Regions from separate parts of the Sus scrofa genome. Here regions 2 and 3 are each linked to region 1. A link is a contact called in public Hi-C and promoter capture Hi-C data. All regions are on one chromosome and are shown on one strand. The core of a region is the stretch at or near the end of the contact, and the rest is flanking DNA. Distances in the headings are between cores, read along the strand shown.

Region 1 (4,804 bases), core at 1,641-4,140:
ACTATGAGAAACAAGCATACGTTATGCTAGGATTGCTGTGCTTATTTCATGGACCTGTGCAACTAAGGCACAAAGCAAGAAGTGGTTCCTCAGTGTGCTGGAGAACTGCACTTCCACACATCATCATCACTACCACCTCCTCATCCTCCACCCCCCTTTTTGTTTGTCCAACACATCCCAGGCCAGGGACTGAACCAGCGCACAGCTGTAACCAGAGCCACAGCAGTGATGACAGATCTCAACCCACTAAGCTATGAGGAAACTGCCCTCATCGCACAACAGCACTAAACCCAAAGCCTGAGGCAGCGATCCTCAAAACCAAACCCTAACAACTATGTAAATCAGGTTTGCGATTTTCCCACAAACCTTGATTCCTAGAAGAGCTATGCTTGGCTAGCCTGAAGTTACGGCCTGGTGTCGTTCATAATATTTGGAAGCCTTGCATAAGATACTTGTCTAGAACAGCTCTGCATATATCATTTCAGAGGTCAAGTCTTACAAAGATTAATGGATAATTAGAAGCTAAAAGATGGGAACTTTGCTTTCACAATTCTTAATGCATAGATCTCCATTAATGCTACCCTGTTTCTCCTACAAGAAATCAGCAAGTAAATAAGGTGGATATGAACACTATCTTAAAAAGGGGTCGGAGTTCCCATCATGGCACAGTGGTTAACGAATCCGACTAGGAACCATGAGGTTGCAGGTTCGATCCCTGGCCTCACTCAGTGGGTTGAGAACCTGATGTTGCCGTGAGCTGTGGTGTAGGTCGAAGACGTGGCTCAGACCCCGCGTTGCTGTGGCTCTGGTGTAGGCCTACAGCTCCGATTAGACCCCTAGCCTGGGAACCTCCACATGTCACGTGAGCAGCCCTAGAAAAGACAATAAATAAATAAACAAATAAAATTTTTAAAAAATAAAAAAATAAAAAGGGGTCAAAGGAGTTCCCATCATGGCTCAGTGGAAATGAACCTGACTAGGATCCATGAAGACGCAGGTTCCATTCCTGGCCTTGCTCAGTGGGTGAAGGATCCAGTACTGCTGTGAGCTGTGGTGCAGGTCGAAGACATGGCTCAGATCTGGCGCTGCTGTGGCTGTGGTGTAGGCCAACGGCTACAGCTCCAATTTGAACCCTAGCCTGAGAACCTAAATATGCCACAGGTGTGGCCCTAAAAAGACCAAAAACTAACTAAATAAATAAGGGTTAAAAACAAAATACTGAAATGCATGGGAATTTTGTCGTTATGCTACATTTTGGTAAAATAGAATTTTTAAAAATTGGATTTACTAGCCCAATCAAATCCAAGGTAATTTAATTATTCTAGCACTTCTCAGAAGTCCTTGGGACCAGGTACTTTTGAGTCTTTATACCACTGTTATAAATCAAGGATAGGAGAAGCAAAGTGAAAACTAAGCCATCTACTACTCAGCCATAAAAAAGAAAAAAATAATGCCATTTGCAGCTACGTGGATGGAACTAGAGACTCTCATACTAAGTTAAGTCAGAAAGAGAAAGACAAATACCATATGGTAGCACTTATATCTAGAATGTAATATATGGCACAAATAAACCTTCCACAGAAAAGAAACTCACCGACTTGGAGAAGAGATTTGTGCTTGCTGACAGGGGGTGGGGTGGGGGCGGGGGGGTGGAGTGGAGGGATGGACTGGGAATCTGGGATTAATAGATGCAAACTATTGCACTTAGAGTGGATAAGTAATGAGATCCTGCTCTATAGCACAGGAAACTATATCTAGTCACTTAGGATGGAACATGATGGAAGATAATGTTAGAAAAATAATGTATATATACATATGTGTGTGTATATGCGTGACTGGGTCACTGCTGTACAGTAGAAAACTGACGGAACACTGTAAACCAACTATAATGGAAAAAAACTTTTTTAAATCATTAAAATCAAAATTAAAAAAAAAAAAAGAAACTAAGCCATCCAACTCTGCAGTCAGACTCGGACTTCAGATGTGCCAGGTAACCTGATTCATTCAATTCTCTTCACAAATGACTAACAACGCTCCAAGGTGCCAGGCCTTTCAGATGTTACAGGAACAAAACTATCATCAAGATTCTGATTTTATAAGCTATTTTACCGAACTCAGGTAAATTCCCAAATCTCTCTAAATCCTGGTTTCCATGTCTGTTAAATGAGATAAACTTTATACTGTACTCATTGTACCCTTGCTTTGTGCCAGGCACTTTCTAAATGCTTTGATCCACATATCTTTAAGTGGTAGGTCTACACCTGTCTGTCACACCTTATAACGAAGATGAAATAAGTTATTTGTGAACTATTTTGCATAGTGCTTGACAGAAGGAAGAACTCCAAGTTAGCTACTGTTGTCATTAAAATCAGTTACTGGTCATTTCTCAAATTTTACAAAAGCTGTGCACGATTAGGTAAAAGCTAAGGTTCAGATAAGGTGACAGCCAGAGGAATTTTGCCACAATTTTGTCACCGGCGTGAAAGTTCTCGTTGCCACACTCCCCCCATACATCCCACCGGGGCCAACCCGAGCACACTCGCCGAGTGATGCGAGGAATGTGCAGGTCCGCTAGTCCAGGAGAGCTCGGAGGCCCACAGAGCCCACCAAGGCCCCTTCCAGCTGCTCCCCTACCTCCCACCAGGGGCAGACCCGGCTCGCTCACCGCAGCAGTTCCATGCAGTAGCGGTCCGTGCCCGAGGCACCCGATCCGCTCGCCGCGGCCACGCTTCGCCCTGACCCCGCGGACCCCGGCAGCCGCCGTGCGCGGGCCCACAAACCGCCGGGCGGCCGGCGGCGGCACAGGCCCGGAAGGCCAAGCCGTAGCGGGCCCCACGCCGAACCCAGCATGGAGGCGGCCATGACACCGACGCCGCGTGCCCTTTGACCCCGGGCTGTTGGCGCCCGGCCACGCCACGCCCCCAGCAGGTCCCGCCTAGCTTCTCCTAGTTGCTAGAAGGCGAACTGCGAATGCCACTCGGAGAAGAGCCAGGTGTCGCTGTGGTCCTCTACAAATGCGCCGCCGCCGCACTCCTCGGCCTTATAGGTTCCAGGAAAGCCCCGCCTAAGACGGATCTTGGCCTCTCCTCATCCCTTCCAGGTCCTTCTGAAGATATATTTATCAAGGTAGGAGGATAGAGAATAACTGACAGTTTACTAGCTTGATTTGCAAATTTTAAATATTTATTCACATGGTATGTGAGCCTTCTTTGGTACTCTTACACTCAGGCCCCTCAAATGTTACAGGTGGGTCTAGTTGCCACGAACTGACCTGGTCCAAGCCGGCAGCTGCCTGCCTCTCGATCTCAGTGACACCTCTTGCCTCCAGATTTGCTCAAACTTTTCTTGTTGCAGCCACGCAAGTTCTTTCTAAAATATACCTCTGATCATGACTCTTACCTGCTTGACACACTTTACTGCGTGTTGGGTAAAACCTTTCAAAGCCTGTTTTTACCTTTCAGCCCTACCCCTAACTATTAGCATTTGTAACTCCAGCTTAATTTTGCCCCTCAAACTGCACCTAAGAGCTAGACCTGGAGTCTGGACCTAAGAGCTCTAGCCAATTCACCCTGCTCTGATTTTACTTCCTGAGACTGCCTCTTTTCCGCTAATGCGGGACCTCAGTCCCTGCTGCATCTCTTTTTTTCCCTGGGCTTCTGTCCTTTAGCTCTGACAGTTACACACTAGTCTTTCTGATACCAAAGTTTAAAGCTCCATTAAAAAAAAAAAAAAAAATCACGTATCTACATCTCTACTTCTGGTCTTCTGCCTGTCTGGATTTTTCCATCTCAACATCCTACCTTTATTTCAAAGTCCTTATGTCTAAAAACCAAATCAAACTAACTAATCTTCTTAGTCTCTTCATTTTTCTGGCCACTGTCCCCCTTCTCATAACTAGGGGAAACATTATGGAGTCATCCTTTCATATTCATACCTAACTGGTGAGGTCATATCATTTTTTTTTTTCCATTCTGTGGCAGCATAGTTGGTATAGCACTACCTGGATTCATATTCTGGCTCTGCCTCCTATCTCTGTGACCTTAGGTGACAGACTTACTTTTTCTTATGCCTCAAATTCCTCTGCTATGAAATGGAAATAATAGTAGAACCTCTCTCATAAAGTTCTGTTGAGAATTAAATGAATTAATACATTTAAGGCACCTAAGGTAGTGCCTGGCCTATAAACAGCACTCAAAACAAGTCAACCATGTAGGAAAAACATATAGAAAGATAGTTTACAATAACCAAAAAGATTGCTGGGTACTCAATGGAACCTTAGACATTGTCCGCATTATCTAATTATGTGGGGTCTTTGTGCCTTTCATTGTCTTTGAACTATTTTACAATTCTGTAAGTGGTAGACTATTGACAATAATGCAAATTATTCTTGTCCATAAATATGCAAATTATATCCTTTGGTGAGCCATTTGATTATTGTCTGTTGGATACTGACCAGTTTTGCAAGTTTTCATATCTTTTAAGCAGATTTACTTAAGCATTCCTGACCGCCTGTGTAAGTCTAGTAGTTTGAATACTTCTTTGAATTGGTTGCAATATTTTACTGGTTCCCCCACTAACTAAAGAGTTCAATGAAATTTTTGACATATGTTGATTTTTACTTCTGTATGAGAGTCTTGACTGTACAGTTTTGTTAAAAATTATTTTTTTAACAGCTGTCATTAGTTATTATTAACTTCTCTTTTGTTTTATTTCTAATACCTAGTTTCACATCTTTCTGATGGGTCTGTTTCTTTTGTTTTATTGTCTCTAGGCCAGTCAATCTATATATATTAAAAAAATACAG
Region 2 (4,804 bases), core at 849-3,348, 220 kb after region 1:
CCAGAAGATACAAGATATATCCCCCCAATGTTCACAGCAGCATTATGTACAATAGCCAAGACATGGAAGGAACCTAAATGTCTGTCAAAGTGGAATCTAAAAAAATGATACAAATGAATTTATTTACAAAACAGAAAGACTCACAGACATTGAGAATAAACTTATGGTTACCAAAGGGGAAAGGGGGGGATAAGTCAGGAATTCAGAATTAACAGACACACACTACTATATATAAAGTAGATAAACAAGGGGCTACTATGTAGCACAGGGAACTATTATATTCAATATCTTGCAATAACCTATAATGGAAAAGAATCTGAAAAAGAATATATATGTACAAATAAATCACTTTACTGTATACCTGAAACACTGTAAATCAACTACACTTCAATTTAAAAAAACACAAACATTGTGCAGCTACGACATCTAAGGATTATGGTTTATAAGAAGGGTGCCTGGGGATTCAAGTGAAACATCAGGAACGGTGTAAGGAGGAAAGGTAACAGATCCCTGCAGAATAAAGCACTTTTAAGGAAGACGACAATGGCTATAGATTTCCAGTTCAACAAATAACCAATGTCAATTAAAGGAAAGAGATGCCATTGTTAGAACTGTTAACTAATTAGTGAGACCTGCCTCAAGTTACCTCTACAAACCCATTTATCTCCATGCAAAATAGAGGATAACACCACCTACCTCACAGGATAACACCTGGCTCAGTGGCTAATGACCTGACTAGCATCCATGAGGACACGGTTCAATCCCTGGCCTTGCTCAGTGGGTTAAGGATCAGACGTTGCCCTGAGCTGTGGTGTAGATGGCAGACTTGGTTCAGATCCTGCATTGCTGTGGCATAGGCCAGCAGCTGGAACTCCGATTTGACCCTTAGCCTGGGAACCTCCATATGCTGCGGGTATGGCCCTAAAAAGACAAAAGACAGAAAAAAAGAAATAACATATGTGAAGCATTAAGACTAATGCCTGACATCCAGAAACACTCAACAAACGTTAGTCAAAAGCAACCAATTCAAAGAACACAATATAATATAGGCGGTAAAACTGCCCAAGTGAAGTACAGTAGTCTCCACCAGTTAAGACCAGGCTATTAGACTGAACAAGCCACATCTGAATTCAAATTTCATCAGCAAAATATCATCCAGGAGCTTACCTTCTCATGCTGGTACCTCTTTCCAGAAATGCCTGGCGTTTTCCACCTTCCCTAACAGCACTCATTAACTGGGATATTAATCATGATCATCATTATACAATAACCATCTTGTAAAGTAAAGCAGTTCCTGCTTTCAAAGATTTCTTCGTTTTTGATTCAGAGACCAAATTTGAAATACATATATACACATGTAATATAAATTATATATTAATTATATTTAACATAAATTATATATTAATAATAGTTAACTATATATCCTGGCATCAGGGTCTGACCCAAAATAGCTGATTTCTCTCCATCTCCCCAAATTGTCCCGGGTTCTGTCAAGAGCCAGCCTTCCTAACCCAAGTAACTTTCACTATACCATCTGGCAGGTGACTTAAAAAAAAAAAACCCAAACAGTAAAAGGGGATGCGGAAGGGCCTTTGGGTTGCCCTTTTCATTGGCCTCCCACTTCGATGCCCCCGCACTAGAATGTTTAATGCTTAGCTAAGCGGGCCGCGCCAAAGCTCCGCTCTGGTCCCCGCCTCCCGGGTCACAGGTTCGTGGCCGAGAAGGCGCGGGGTGGTGAGAGCCGCACGGACAGCGCCGGTGGCCGGGTCTCGCTCCCTTCGGGCTGCCGGCGCCGCGCTTACCCGGGCAGGGCTTGCGCAGATGTTTCTCCAGCAGCGACTCCTCCAGCAAGAACTCGAACCAGCACGTTTGCGGCGGGGTGCAGGGCCGGCTGGAGGTGGCCGCCTCCCGGTCCGCCGCCTCCGCGCTCATCCTGCCCCCGCCGCCGCTACCCCCAGGGACGCTTCCTGGCTCCAACCTGACACTCGGACGCGGGCCCGGGCCTGTGATCTGCGGAACCGCGGGGTGTGAGGAACACTCGGAACTTCCCAGAAACCCACACAATCCAAAATGGCGGCACAGCCCAGCCGTAGCTGGGACTCCGGGATCCGCCTTCCGGCGCCACAGCCGCGCCTCCAGGCCAATCCTTGTTCGAGTTGAAGAAAGAGGGCGGTACCTGTCCCCAGACCACGCCTCCTTCCGGTTGCTATGGGAGATGGTTTGAGAATAAGTTGGGTCGCAGGTTGGGTTTTCCCGGTACCCTGGGAGATTCTCAGCGAGAGAAACGAACAGCCTTATTAATAGGCCTCTCAGCGTCTGAGGAAAAGGCAGTGAGCACTGCAGGTTGAAACTGTGATCTATGCAAAGTTTGTTTTCGGTGCTTTCAATTTTCCCATTTCCATTGCTAAGATTTCCTCCCACTTAGGTCCTCTCAACAGATGTGCCCTATTGGTCTTGGCCAACAGCGTTCCCACCCCCTTTCTCGGACAGCTGACGGACCCCCGAGATCCAGCTTTTCTGCTGTTTCTCAGGACTAGCACTCAATATTTAACGCCTAATTTTCTTGATATCTCAGCTAGAGATATTGTTTTAACCCCATTTTTCATATACCCCCATTCTGTAATGCGCTTTTTATTAACAAAGGTTTTTTTTAAAAAGTGAATTCATAGACTATATACACGATCTATATTAGTGCAAATTATAGCCTCTCGGAACCTTAATTATAATAGTGCCTAATCTTAGGGTTGAGAAAAGAATTTAAGGAAGAACTTGATAATACAGGTAATCTTTTTAAACAAGGCCTCATGTCTAGAAACATGGGCAGATGTTAGCTAATATATAGTGCTTTTTTCATATACATGATTCTTGTTTTCTCCTGTAAACAACCTCATAATACGTCTTTTAACCAGTGAAGACACTAAGGTTCCAGGTTCGATCATTTGTCCAAAGTTTCCCAACAAACAAGGGACTAAGTTGAGCCTTTGATGGTCTTTCCACTGCACTTACTCAGGCCGATAACACTGGATAGAGAAGATAAGTTCAATGGCTTCCAGAATGAAAAAGTAAAGCTTTGAAGTTCTAGGAAAAATAAGTGGAAGTAGCTCCTCCATAAGTGGAAGTAGATCAGTGCTTCAATGGCAACCATTGTCTTATTCTCTTCCTGCACAATACTCTTTCTAGAGTTTGCCCTGCCTCTTTCATTCTGATGTTCCCCAGAGTCCTGTTCTCAGTCCTTTTCTCACTGTAAAAACCATCCTTGGGTCACTCTTCTGACTCATGAAACTCTGTCCTAGACTCTAAAGAACACAGTTTGGAAACCATGTATTAGACTAGTAAAATCATGAGGACCTAAATTAATAAAACATCAACAGGAAGATTACATAGTTACTTTCATGGAAAATTTGGCTTGTTTTATACACCCACTAGTTGGGCATAAAAAGCTTAAGGGAAAATGAATGGCTCTTATGTTTCTAACGCCAGTGACAGGGTGAATGGTCTATGTCTCCATCGTCTGTCAGTACAGGGAAGAGCTAGGGGGCAGGTTTGAAATTCAGGTTGGAAATGTTGACTGTGCACACCCTGTGAGGTGTTGAAATGGAAATGTCCAGTGGGCACTGAGCGTTATAACAGGCATGATTAGTGTACCTAAAAATAATAGTTAATATTTACTAGCAAATGCTCATTGTAAATTCACTATCTATGGGCACTGAGTTAAGCACTTTATGCATTGCCTTAATTAGTTCAGATTGCTATAATAAAGCACCATAGACTGGATGGCTTCTAAACAACAAATTTAGGAGTTTCCGTCATGGCGCAGTGGTTAACAAATCCGACCAGGAACCATGAGGTTGTAGGTTCGATCTCTGGCCTTGCCAGTGGGTTAAGGGTCCGGCATTGCCATGAGCTATGGTGTGGGTTGCAGACGTGACTTGGATCCCACGTTGCTGTGGTGTAGGCCGATGGCTGCAGCTCTGATTCAGCCCCTAGCCTGGGAACCTCCATATGCCATGGGAGCAGCTCAAGAAAAGGCAAAAAGACAAAAAAAAAAAAAGAACAACAAATTTATTTCTCATAGTTTTGAAAGCTAGAGGTCCAAGATCATGGTGACAACATGGTTGAGCTGTAATAAGAACATGCTTCTGGAGTACAGACTGTCAAGTATCCTCACTTGGCCAATAGCAGAAAGGGAACAAGTTCTCTCATAAGGGCACTAATCCCTTTTAGGAGGCCTCCACCCCTTATGACCTCATCTAATCCTAATTACTTCCCAAAGGCCCCACCTCCTAAGACCATCATGTTGGGTGATAGAGTTTCAACAGGGAATTTGGGGCAGGGGTGGGAGCAGGGGGACACAAACATTCAATCCATAACATATGCATTATCTCATTCAAATTCTAAGGAGTAGGTTTCTTTATTATCTTCATTCTCAGATGATAAAATAGGCACAGAAAGACCTTTAAAACTTTCCCAAAGTCACACTTCTATTAAGTGCCAGATGCTAAATATGGGCTTAAGCAGCATGGCTTCAGAACCTGAAATCTTACTCCATGCATTATATGCCTCTCTGAAAAGACAGCAAAAAAATTGGGCTGAGGTCAGAAAAATGCAACTAGTATCTACAGAAGATATCTGAATCCCAAATAAACTTTGAAAAAAAATATGCAAGCTCAGCTAATTGGTGCACACCGGCGGGGGGGGGGGGGGTCATGGTTATGAATGATCAATGAAATGCAAATTAAAACAACAATGGGGTGTTCCCGAGTGGCTTAGCAGTTAAGAAACCTGAATCCAACTAGTATCCATG
Region 3 (4,804 bases), core at 665-3,164, 150 kb after region 1:
GTTCAGGTCACACACGCTTGCTGGAAGACCTCTTACATCGCGTTAGCTCTCTAAAGCTCTACACCGGAACAGCACAGCGTTTTGAAGTGACTGTAAAAAGGAGGCAACTTCCCCCCATAGAGAAAGCCATCATAGCATCCTAAGTGGTATAAAGTTTCCAGGGACTTCCGATTCCATGTCGCCTTGGGCAAGACTCATTTCCTTTTGCGTCGATCTGGGAGAAAAACAATTATTTTGTAGGCGTCACGTGACCATGGTGAGACTCGAAGAAGAAATTGTGACAGAGGACTTTGCCGACCCGAAAGCCCTCAGGTGCTATGGTTATTTCTAGGGTCTGAGGCCAGCACCGGCGGCGCGGCACAAAAGGCGCGGGGCGGGGACCCCGGGACCGTCCGCGCCGCCGCCTCCTGGTGCATCTCGGGAAGGGCTCCCTCCTGGGCGGCGACGCCGGACGGGCGCTGGAGGCCCGATCTCCCCGGCCTCTCCCAGAGGCTCGCTCCTGCCACGGCAGAGAGACAAACACTGCTGGCCAGCGTCTGGCACGAGTTGCCGCGGGTTCAAGAAAGTCGTTGCACCGCTCCTCCGCCGCAGGGGTCTTTGTTCCCTCCAGCGTGCCTCGCCCCATGCTCCTGCAGCAAACCTGCTTGCAGAGTATAAACGGCATGTCCTACTTGGAGATGTCCAATCTTGGGACGCACTGGAGCGGAGCGTCAGTAGAGGCAGTGAGGGAACCCAAAATTTAGATACAGGGCGGGGAAAGAGGGAAATAGGTCGGACCGCCCCCCATTACCGCTCGGAGGCGGGAGGCTCCCTCCCGCGCGGGCGGCTAGCGCGGGCTCTGCAGGGCGCGCTAGCGGCCGCTGGGCGGGGCGCGACGGGCGGGTCCGGGGCCTACACGTGGTGGAATCGTCCACCCTGACGGGCGCTGCCCCGGGAGAACTATTGTCTCCTGAGGAAGGGGCAGTCCCACTCCAGGCGCACCTCGGGAGAGGTGTATACCCTTGGAGGCCCCAGAATTGGAGGTTGGGAGGATAGAGAGGGAGGGCGCGACTTGGCGCGAGCGTTTCCTGTGCTGGGACTTCTGAGTGGGAAGCTGTCAGACAGGGACAGGGGGCGGAGTGACCCACCCACGCGGAGGATAAACGGGTCTGCGGAGCGGAGAGCAGGAAAGCAGGGTTGATGCATAGTGTAGTCGGCAGGCTGAAGCAAAGTGCAAGATAGGCATCCCTGAGCATGGCTGCCCTCGGATGCCACAGCCTTCTCCTACACACACGTGGCCTGCGGCGCGCCTGGCTGTGTTTACATTCTGCAGCCACTCCACGTTGTGCTGCCGTCCTCGCCTCCCATTGGCCAGCTCGCCAGCCAACGCTGCGCCCCTCCCTCCGGGGCGGGCCTTCTAGGTCCCCGAGTCTCTTAGGAAAGCCCGGGTTGCTGGAGGCCTTGGCGGGACAGCCAGGGTGCGCCACAGGATGGCCACTTCCTGACCACTCCATACTCGCCTGTGCTGCCTCCACCTGGCCGTACGTCGAGCCCAGGCCGCGGCCTGACACTCCCGGAATCGGAAAGTTGAGGGAGAGACGGGACGGAAAAGTACTGGGGGGAGATGCGGAAGCCGAGCGGCGGGGACCTGGGCTGCTGGGGAAGAGCCTCTGCGACTCCCTCTAGCTGCCGGGCCACACGGGCAGGTGAAATGCAGGTGACCGCGGACCTAGGGCCTAGACGAGCCGGCCCTGCGGCCTCTCGAGGTGGGCGGGCGCGAATTGACTGCAGGGAGCTGCGCGCGGGCCTGCGGGCGCGCTGGCGGGCGCGCGGGGGAGGGGAGCGCGCTGTCCGGAGGTGTCAGTCTGAGGCGCATGCGTGCGGGGCGGGCCTGGCCCGGCCTATATATTGGGTTGGCGCCGGCGCCAGCTGAGAGTCGAGCGGTAGCGGGTCTGGCGGTGAGGAGCTGCTGGTCGTAGGGCGGGATGCGGGAGGAGAGAGAGACCCCTTGGGCCGATCCATACCGTGGGCGGGAGCCTGGGAGAGGGAAAGTGGGAGGGCTGAGAACTAAGCGGCTGGGGGCGATGGGTCTCGGCATTCTGTCCCTGTCACGACCCTTGGCAAGGGGCCGGGGAAGCGGCGGGGGATGGAGGGCTGCCCCTGAGTGGGAGGCCAGGGAAAAGCCCCTCATACTAGGGGCTCCTCTGTGCCACCTCCATTTGGAGAGCTATCCTGCAGGAAAAAGGATGTGGGCCCGGGAACCCTTAACGGGGAGAAAAGTTCCCCCACCAGCCCAGTTTTCCCCTTTTCTTTCATTGAACTCGCTTTCCTTCACTCCCATCCCCCAACTGGAGTCGGGGTCCCGGTGCCCCTCTAAGCGAAGGGCAGGGTCCCGTGGGGCTGGGAAGGAGGGAAAGGAGACTGAAGTACGTGACACCAGTTCCCTCCGCCCCCTGCTTCCCCGCCGCCGCCGCTCTCCAAATTGGCGCGGAACCGGCTTCTCCACAGCGTTTCGCCTCCACAACCCCCTCTCTCCGCCGCTCGTCCAGGATGGGAGGCGGGAAGTGGGGGCGCTGCCCAAGTCCCGCTCGGGGTGTCGGGGGGAGAGGGTACAGGACGCAGAAAAGATACATCTGCCTCCCTGAGCGTTCGGGGCTCTGGCGGTGCTTTACAGATTTTTTGAAGACTGTCCCGGCTGTACATTCAGCTGAGGAAATACTGGCATGTGTCCAAAATCATGAGATAATTAATACAGTGCAGAAGACACCGTGGTAGATGGCTCAGGTCATCTCCTGAGGGACTTGGTTGTAACCTCTGAATCAGCGTCTACCTGGCACTCAGAGAGTATGGATGACAATGTATTTGACTCTGGTTTTTCCTCTTTCCCCTCCAGAGGTGTCACACACCTGAAAGAAGAGAATGTCAAGACGCAGGTAATTTGTCTTGGAGATATGTTTCAAAGTTAACTGCTGCCTTTGAAACGCATGCCTTACTAATGAAACTTCCTTTTTAAAACTGTAGTAGCCGTTTACAAGCTAAACAGCAGCCCCAGTCCAGTCAGACGGATTCCCCTCAAGAAGCCCAAATAATTCAGACCAAGAAAAGAAAAACGACCCAGGTGAGTTAAAAGGGGAGAGAGAGAGAAAGAGAGGAAATTCCTTGCTGGTGCTTTAGTTTAACAAATGGTCTTTTCTGTTTTCCAGGATGTCAAAAAAAGAAAAGAGGAGAAGGTCACTAAGAAACATCAATATGAGATTAGGGTAATGCAGACCTGGGCTGGGTTTGGGGAAAACTAAGGCAGGACGAAAAAGAATAGCATTGTGTTAATTGCTTCGCAATGGGAAGATTCCTCTGACACTTTTGATGCCTCCAGAGGTCAGCAGGAAGGTGCTTGTCTTTGGGTGGTTTTTCTGTCCCTGAATCCTCTACAGCTGCAGAGTAAGTTTGCCTTGAAGCAGCTGGTCTCTCTTTGTAAATCCCTCCCTCTTGGAGCTGCCTGGTGCACCAGGGCCCGCCTAATCTGTCCAATGTACTGCTCTTTGTTCCCTCTCTGACTATAGTGGAGGGTCCTAATAGCTGCTTCTGGGGCACAAATAGGCTGTGAGGTCACTGACAGACTGGCACTCAGCCCTTTGCTACCTTTTCTTCCTATGTGTTGTACAGAAAAAACATTTTAAAAGACAGTGGTTGTCTTTGAAACCAGCATTGATTGGCAAAAGGGTCCTCTAAGTATTTAAGTAACTGATTCCACTTTTAAGATTTTACTTACCTTCGTGCATTCTAAAGTAGTAGGACAGGCCTTATGAGCGGAGGGTGTGGGAGGTGGAGTCAGCTTTCTATGGAACAAGGTGCCCTGGTCACTATTGCTAAATATAGAGGGAGAATTTTATAATTTTGAAAGTGATTGGTATTTGACTACAGATGTGTTTTGTTATTTCTCCTCTCCCTCAGTACCTAATGTCTTGTATTTCCAGGATTGTATTTTATTGTCTAAAACATCCCACCTGTTACTCTTTGTGAAGATTGATATGAGCTATATGGCTTATTTATAAAATATGAATTCAGATTAACTAGATTGTCAGCAATGTTAGCTAACAATGGTGTTTGGGGAAAACTATAGACTGTATTAGCTTCATTTATAAAAGAGCCAAGACAAAAGCTGGTTCCTACTGCACAGATATTCTCTTTATTATTTTTTTAAATGACAGAATTGTTGGCCACCTGTATTATCTGGGGGGATCAGTCCTTGCATTATTATTGAAACACCCCACAAAGAAATAGGAACAAGTGACTTCTCCAGATTTACAAATTACAGATTTAAAAATCTTTTTATTAATCCTTCACCTTTGCCTGATTTAAGGTAAGAAAAATTTTAATAATTTAATGTCAAAGATTAAAATTTACTGATGTAATATATGGTGCTATTTTGAGCTTTTTTTGCCTTCTTTATACGGCTAGGAAAAGTTGTTTTAAAAAACTGCTTTTTTATTAGCATTTAAACATATATTATCTGAGAGTAGTGCTATTTGCGAATGACATGGGTATTTAAACATTGATTCTATAAAGTTATTTTCATTTGCTTGCTGAGGAGTATATGCCTTATCAGAAGACCTGAACTACCTTTTTTTTTTTTTTTTTGCTTTTAGGGCCACACCATAGGGCATATGGAAGTTCTGAGGCTAGGGGTCAAATCGGAGCTACAGCTGCCAGCCTACACCACAGCCACAGCGACGCCAAATCTGAGCAACATCTGCGAACTACACCGTAGCACAGGATCCTTAACCACTGAGCAGGGAGGGCCAGAGATTGAACCTGCATCCTTTTG

Evidence for each region. Promoter capture Hi-C pulls out the DNA fragments that hold promoters and counts their contacts. A called contact is a pair of places that touch in the nucleus more often than the background predicts.
Region 2: a contact with region 1 is called in a Hi-C map of liver, with 4 times the contacts expected there. The contact joins the promoter of INTS8 here to the promoter of NDUFAF6 in region 1. A contact is called at or near these places in 1 of 5 promoter capture datasets (fetal liver), 20 of 47 Hi-C or Micro-C datasets (alveolar macrophages, embryonic fibroblasts, epiblast stem cells and 11 more) and 2 of 2 datasets of contacts at active chromatin or transcription factors (alveolar macrophages and skeletal muscle).
Region 3: a promoter capture Hi-C map of liver shows a contact between it and region 1, with 5 times the contacts expected there. The contact joins the promoter of CCNE2 here to the promoter of NDUFAF6 in region 1. A contact is called at or near these places in 1 of 5 promoter capture datasets (liver), 8 of 47 Hi-C or Micro-C datasets (blood, brain, embryonic fibroblasts and 5 more) and 2 of 2 datasets of contacts at active chromatin or transcription factors (alveolar macrophages and skeletal muscle).

What each region holds. Positions count from the first base shown.
Region 1 is chr4:41,652,792-41,657,595 of Sscrofa11.1, forward strand. NDUFAF6 (NADH dehydrogenase (ubiquinone) complex I, assembly factor 6) reads right to left here and starts at 2,891. Exons shown (of 9, transcript XM_001925041.6): 1 at 2,666-2,891. The coding sequence starts at 2,862. LOC106510020 reads left to right here and starts at 2,971. Exons shown (of 5, transcript XM_013996593.2): 1 at 2,971-3,126.
Region 2 is chr4:41,876,759-41,881,562 of Sscrofa11.1, forward strand. INTS8 (integrator complex subunit 8) reads right to left here and starts at 2,099. Exons shown (of 28, transcript XM_003125559.5): 1 at 1,803-2,099. The coding sequence starts at 1,932.
Region 3 is chr4:41,802,970-41,807,773 of Sscrofa11.1, forward strand. It overlaps CCNE2 (cyclin E2), which reads left to right and starts at 1,915. Exons shown (of 12, transcript NM_001243931.1): 1 at 1,915-1,937; 2 at 2,873-2,912; 3 at 3,001-3,097; 4 at 3,183-3,239; 5 at 4,188-4,339. The coding sequence starts at 2,899.